Linked DNA regions of Mus musculus: region 2 is linked to region 1. Evidence: chromatin contacts called from public HiCAR-type data. All regions are on one chromosome and are shown on one strand. The core of a region is the stretch at or near the end of the contact, and the rest is flanking DNA. Distances in the headings are between cores, read along the strand shown. Region 1 holds the start of Tbx20 (T-box 20). Region 2 has its middle 43 kb from the start of Gm29824.

Region 1 (3,410 bases), core at 323-2,822:
GACTTTAGTAATCTCCTGTCACTGTGTAAACTCCTTAGTTTCCCAAGCCCCTTTCTTCTCTAGTGTTTATCTTGGATGTGAAATGTATTAGAGTTGGGAAGGGATAGCGAAAAAGAAAAAAGTGATGACTTTTTTCAACTGTCTTAACTTAGCTACTTGATTTCTGATAGTCGGCGATTAGGGTGTGCGATAATTATTACCAAGGCCCTTAGAATAGCAACTCATTTTCCCTGGGTTGTAAGGGTTTTCAGAACCCCTATCCTGAGCAGTTGCTTTTATACAACTCTCGTGTGCTCAAGACACCCTCACCGCTCATCTCTCTTTAATCTGTGCCTAGTTTCCTCTGTAAAGAAAACAGTTTTTATAGAGACAGTGTTAAATTTCGAGGAATTTGGGGAGGCCTTGCCAGTCTCAATTGAAAATCGCAAGTATAAAATGGGGGTTCCTGACCAAAAAAAAAAAAAAAAAAAAAAGCCGGCTCTTGCGTGGAAAAACCGGCCTATTTTATAGTCCTTTTCAGACATATTAAGACTGTTAATTGTGATAGAAAAATTAAACTGGCTTCTTGTGAAGTCTCAGAGTCTTTGATTCCAAGCGCAGGCTTGGGTGTTATATACCACCGTGGATCCCGAATCTTAACCCTTACTTGTCCTTGAATTTGTTTTCATTCAAACAAACAAATTTGTACAGCATTCATACTATCTAAGTGATGTCGAGATTCCAAGAAACTGGGGAAAGCGAATACAAACACAAGCCGGTAGTGAGAATTCACTACCTTTAATTGATGGTGAAGCCTCCAAAGAAAACTTGAGAGGAAAAGAAAAAAAAAAAGTCTTTCTCCCAGGACCGAATTCTGGTCCATACTCTGAGACTTAGCAGTAGATCCAGACGGTAGAAAAAGCCACCTTTGCTTCCCGCGGAGCAAACTGCCCGCACCCGGGAAACAGATTAGCAGGGCCCATACTGACTGCCTAGTACCCCGACTTACCCAGGGGTTTGATGGTGTTCTCTGCTGCCTCCTTCTCCTTGGGGCCGCCGCTGGACATAAGCGCGGCGATGGAGAAGGCATTGGCTCGAGAGGAGAGCTGGGGCTTGGGCGACGCCGTGAACTCCATGGTTCCCAGCGTGCGGTCCTGCTCAGGAACCTGGACTGACAAACCACAGTCCAGCTTCCCCAAAGGGAGACAAAGACCCGAAACTGCAGCTCAAAGTTCCAGAGAGCAAGCAAAGCGGAACTGGGGACCCCCCCGAAGCGTCCGTTCCCAGGTTTTGATGGCCTCTCCAGTCCACTAGAGCAAAGCAGGGGAGCCGCAGAGACTTCGAACCAGCAGGAAAGCAGGGTGGGGACCAGCCGGGAACTCAAAACTGTAAGCCCACTGCGCAAAACGCGGGGTCCCCAGCACCCACGCCGAGTTCTCCCTCCCTTCCCTCCTTGGGTCCGCTGAGTGGCCCAAGTCCGAGGAGGTGACGATCGGCGTGGGACTCTAGAGGGTGCGGAAACCAGGGAGTCGGATCTCCTCTCTGCAGAGCGCAGCAAGGCGCGACCTAAACTGTGCCTAGGCGCCTGCTGCCTCGCGCCTTAATTTGCTGGCGGTGGCCATCCCTGCGGGCAGCAGCCAGTCAGCGTGGTCTCACGTCACTGCTTCCAGACTGTGCGGAGTGGGGCGGGGCCGAGCGGCGCAGGGAGAGAGCGCCTAGGGCACTGCGCCCTCCTGCCTCTGCGCTCCCGGTGGAGAGCCGGAGAAGACGCACAGTGAACAGGGTGGCGGAGCTAGCCGGACCGCCTCCGCCCAGAGTCTCAGATCCCGCAGGAGGGAAGCATGCGCTGTCTAGAGAGGCACTTTCACTGCTACCCAGAAACAGGCATTTGCGTTGCTCTGGACTGAATGTCACCAAAGGAAGTCCTACTGAGTTCCGCATTTTCTACCTTTCCTACTGGAGCTCCCAAATAGTTGAGAAGGGCCCAGTAGAGCAAATTCCTCATCGCTGAGCGGCATTAACCTGGTGACGCAGCACAGTGCCTAGTGCTAGGTCCCCTACTTGACAGTCCCCAAGTTATGTCTCTTTTCACAGAGAGCTGGAGAGGCAGGGCTCTGGGAAAGAATGCTGAGCTGCAGGGTGCCTGTAGGAAGGATACTTTGTTTTGATTTTTTGTTTGTTTTTGTTGATTTTGTTTTTGGCGAACCTGGCTTTCTGCTGTGTGGTGGTTTGTTTCCCTTCTAGTCTGGGTTTTCTATTCTGGAGACTCTGAAAGTAGGGAAGTGGCCTGAAGCAAGGAGGGGGGGTCAGGACTTGGAGCTCTAAGGGGACCATGCGATGCATAGTGACTTTCTGGCTCCTCCCCCGCCCCCCCCCCACACGGAACCATCTATCTGCCTTGCAGACGCAGACTGGGCTAAGGACTTCCCACAGCCTTGTGGAGGGAGTCCTGTTGGCCTTGCTCAGTCTAAATAATTCGAATTCTCCAAATTCGCGGGGTAATCCGCTTCACTCTCAACCATGTAAACTCTAGAGGACACACACACTCAAGCTATACTTGTAAATATTTGCTCTCCTTTCCAGCCAGTTGATCTGGCGATTAGGAACCTCTTGGTAGGTCTTAAGGGGGTAGGGGAGGGGTGGGGTGAAGAACATAAAAAGAAAGACATACCCTGTCTCCCATTGCATCCTCTTCACAGCTCCCGAAACATAGTTATGGGCGAAATCGAGAGCCAGAATAACTATGAAGAACATCCCGTGTAAACAGAATGTTGGCATCTGAGGAAGTTCTGATTTAGACTGGCCTGGCCATCCTGTCTATGTTTGCTCGTTTCAGCATTTGGGTTGTAATGTGTCAATGTTGAGGGAAATTAGAAATTAGTAAAACTGCAGACTTTTCATACTAGAAGGTTTTTTTTTTTTTTCCTTGTCTGGACCAACTACTTTGAAAAGATCGAAGGTGACAAGTTGGCAGAGCAGTGTCTCTTTTTTGCAAGTCTCCCCCATCCTCCAACCATGTCCCAGTCATTCCCCTCTCCTCCCCACAGGTCAGGAATCTCTGGACTCATAAGTGTGTGCAAGTCAGTAGAGAGTATCAGATCTCCTGGAGCTGGGATTACAGGCTGTTGTGAGCCCTCTGTGTGGGTGCTAGGGAGTGAAGTCCTCCAGATCTCTAAAGAGGAGCAAATGCTTTTAGCTGCTCATCCATCTCTCCTGGCCTTAGATACAATGTCTCAATCAAGGTAGTGTTTTCTTTTTATTGTAAGGTTCCCATTGGTTTGCTTCTTGTCTGATTTTTTTAGAGTTTGTCAAGGAAGATGGATTTATTTGAAGAAGAGAGTTTTTGTTTTTGTTTTTTTAATTTGGGAGAGAGAGGTTTACTTAGACCTTGATATAATGTTTCAACTAATGTAGATTTTGTTGGTTGGATC
Region 2 (3,410 bases), core at 665-3,164, 44 kb after region 1:
ATCTTTTTTTTTCTCTAAACCTAATACCCATTAATCTCTCTAATTTCATACCTCTAACCAAGTCTTTCCTTCTCATTTTTACTATATTATTGTGACCTCTTTTCCTATTGGCTCTTCATTCCATTCACTTCTAACTCCATTGATAACTTCAGTTAAAAAAAAAAAAAACCTATATACTATATTTTCTTCACCCAGTACACTACTTCTGCTATCTCTGAACATTGATGAAGACACAAGTGAAGCACTCAAGCATCTTCACCTGTATCATCATCTGCATCTTCTCCTGAATCTTCTTCTGAATTTTCTCTTGTAGTTATTACCAGACGGCTGCCAGACCATCATAGTTTTTCCCTATAGTTGATTTTCCCCACATCAAAAGTAAATTTATGTCAAGACAATTTGCCAGGAAGGATCACATAAAACAGAGCAAATGAAATTGAAAGATCCTGAGAGAGAAGAGTGAAAAATTATGTAAGCCCCTAGATTTGTGTCTAAAATAGACCTCACTAATGGCAGGGAGTAAAAGTTTAACTTGCTCCATTGTTCCAGGATGTACTAACCAAAAAGTAGACGTTTAACTTGCTCCATTGTTTTAGGAAATGTTCATACAGAATATTTCAACCATTTCTTGAACCTGTTATGCTTGCCAAATGCTATAGCCCCATGCTAGGTGTGTGCAGTTTCTGCCTTTATAAACCCCTTACCCTTTGAGCTTGGGGTCGACTCCTCTACCCCTGCGTGGGATAAGAGTCGTCCCCAGTGCACTGGCCTTTCCCAGTTAAACCTCTTGCTGTTTGCCTCAAGACCAGTCTCTCGTGAGTTGTTGGGCGTTGCATCATCCCGGGGCTTGAGTGAGGGTCTCTCCCATTTCGGGGGACTTTCAAAATCTACAGAAAATGGAGGTGGGGGTATAAAAACCAGAGGACACACTGATGTTAATATGTGTGTAAATACAACAGATGAAAGCCTACAACAAAACACAGAAATCTACAACACCCACACAAGTGTGTAACTTCTCAATACTGGAAATTAACAACAATGAGATCACTGAATTTACATAAAGACTGCAGAATTCTACCTTTTGTTTTGTTTTCTCAGAGTCTCATGAACCCCAGACCTGCCTTGAACTCCATAGGTAGTAAAAAAATGATGCACTTCTGACTTGTCTGCCTTTCCCTCCCAAGTACTGGGACTGTAGACTTTTCATGCCCAGTTCATTTTATGCTGGAAATCAAACCCAAGGCTCCATGTCTGTTAGGCAAGCTATGTCAACTATGCAAAACTCTCAGCCAAAGTCTGACTTTTAGAAAGGTCCAAATGATGATATAGATGGTCCAAATAAGCAGATCAATGTAGTAAGGAAGTCAGTACAGAACCTAGACAAGAGTTACCGAAGTAGATGATGGAGTCAGACATTAACTTGGAAAAACAAAACAAAACAAAACAAAACAAAACAAAAGAAAACCAAAAAAAAAAAAAAAACCCATGGAGGGAAAACTACTCAAGGAAAGTGAGATACAGAGAAATAACCAAGCATAAGTTTGAAAGTGAAAGAATCAGTCAATCAAATAAAAATACACCAACAGAGAAAGCTGGGTAGAAAATGAATGTTAGAGATTTAGGACACAGCTGAGACAGTAATACTTACAGACACATGAAGAAAAATATATCATGAACATGACCCAAGCTTCCAGGATCTCTGGAATTTATTCAACAGACCCAAACAAGAGTATATGATCTAGAAAAAAGGCTGACATTGTGAGAATGTGTGATCTTAGAGAACATAAGATGACCTGAAAGACCTTTCTAGAATAGCATGCTGGGGACCTTCTGCTAGAAGGTTGTGATAAACACTCCCTTCCTGGAATGTCCCAGCAAAACAAGCTTTACAAGAAAGCAAGGCAGGTGCTGATAAGGACCAGGAATGTTTCAGTTCCTTTTTCTGGTGACTAAGACCTCATCTCACCTGGAGCCATCAGTGCTGCTTAAGGAAGGTCATGAAAAGACTCTTGCCTCTCCCGAAGGAAGGGAGAGGCTAATTACCATTTCTAAAGGGGGAATGAAAAGTCAGCTTGGGCCAACAATGGCCTTAAACCATACCCTTAAACTGTATGAAAAGTGTGTGCCTAGAAGAGGTCACCTCTGCCCCAATTGCTGGACAGTCTGATGACGTCTCATGCTTATTGCATCGATCTCTGTCTCTATGTTTCTGTGAGTGGGACATCCTGGACGTAAGGCTCATCGGGTCTTACAACATAACATCTAAAGACTTAGATCACTTATTCAATGAAACTGTAGTTGAGAAATTATTAAATCTAGAAGGAAAGAAACCAAAGGACATCAAAACACAAGAGGCCAAACAAAATAGATATGGCCAAAGAACAACCTCTCCATGTCATGTCACAGTCAAGATGTCAAAATTGCAATACAAAGGCAGAAACATGAGAACATCACATCTTTTCTCAGCAAACCCCAAAAGCTGAAAATTGTGGAATTATACATTTGAAGACTGTTAAGGAAGTAACTTTTGTCAAGATTGTCACACTCAACAGGTTAGTTTTTGTAAAATCATATTCATGTATTTAGTGTGTGTGTGAGTGTATGTGTGTATGTGTGTGTGTGTTTGTGCACATCTATGCTATAAAACATGTGTCAAGGTGAAAGGACTACACGTACAAATCAGTTCTCTCTTTCTACTTTTTGAGTCCTGAAGATTGAACTCAGGTCACAAGACTTTTTCTACTGAACTAGCTCTCTTACACTACAAGGTCATTTCTTAAAAACTCAACAGATAAAGCCGGGCATGGTGGCGCACGCCTTTAATCCCAGCACCGGGGGAGGCAGAGGTAGGTGGATTTCTGAGTTCGAGGCCAGCCTGGTCTACAAAGTGAGTTCCAGGACAGCCAGGGCTACACAGAGAAACTCTGTCTCAAACAAACAAACAAACAAAACTCGACAGATAAATAAAAACATTTCAAGACAAGAAGGCAAAAGGCTGGAACAGCACTATGAACTAACCAGTACCCCGGAGCTCATGACTCTAGCTGCATATGTATCAAAAGATGGCCTAGTCGGCAATTACTGGAAAGAGAGGCCCATTGGACTTGCAAACTTTATATGCCCCAGTACAGGGGAACGCCAGGGCCAAAAAGTGGGGGTGGTGGGTGGGAGGGTATGGGGGACTTTTGGGATAGCATTGGAAATATGAATGAGGAAAATACCTAATTAAAAAAAAAAACTTCACAAAAAAAAAAAAAAGAAGGCAAAAGGCAGTTCATTATAGTTAGACCAATACTACAGACAGTTCTGAGGAATTTTATATAATGTACAGATGAAGAAAAAACACAGTCTCAACATATGCCAAGAGAAGAACTGATGAACAGAGGGACACAGAGGGACGACAGGAAGGA

Evidence for each region. HiCAR-type assays count read pairs that join an accessible place to other places.
Region 2: a contact with region 1 is called in a HiCAR-type map of embryonic stem cells, with 4 times the contacts expected there. The contact joins the enhancer-like site here to the promoter of Tbx20 in region 1. A contact is called at or near these places in 8 of 484 Hi-C or Micro-C datasets (embryonic stem cells and morula), 6 of 115 datasets of contacts at active chromatin or transcription factors (embryonic fibroblasts, embryonic stem cells and stem cell-derived neural progenitor cells) and 3 of 9 other capture datasets (adipose tissue, liver and pancreatic islet).

Annotation. Positions count from the first base shown.
Region 1 is chr9:24,772,731-24,776,140 of GRCm38.p6, forward strand. Tbx20 (T-box 20) reads right to left here and starts at 1,573. Exons shown (of 8, transcript NM_194263.2): 1 at 989-1,573. The coding sequence starts at 1,115. It overlaps Gm29824 (a long non-coding RNA gene), which reads left to right and starts at 2,994. Exons shown (of 3, transcript XR_870586.1): 1 at 2,994-3,221.
Region 2 is chr9:24,816,702-24,820,111 of GRCm38.p6, forward strand. No RefSeq gene overlaps it. Among named protein-coding and RNA genes, the nearest start is that of Gm29824, 43 kb to the left of the region's middle. Within about 2 kb of position 1,915, at least 15 of the 459 cell types and tissues checked have an H3K27ac peak or open chromatin away from gene starts, as enhancers often do. A contact at or near this core is called in embryonic stem cells and morula, where this site is marked.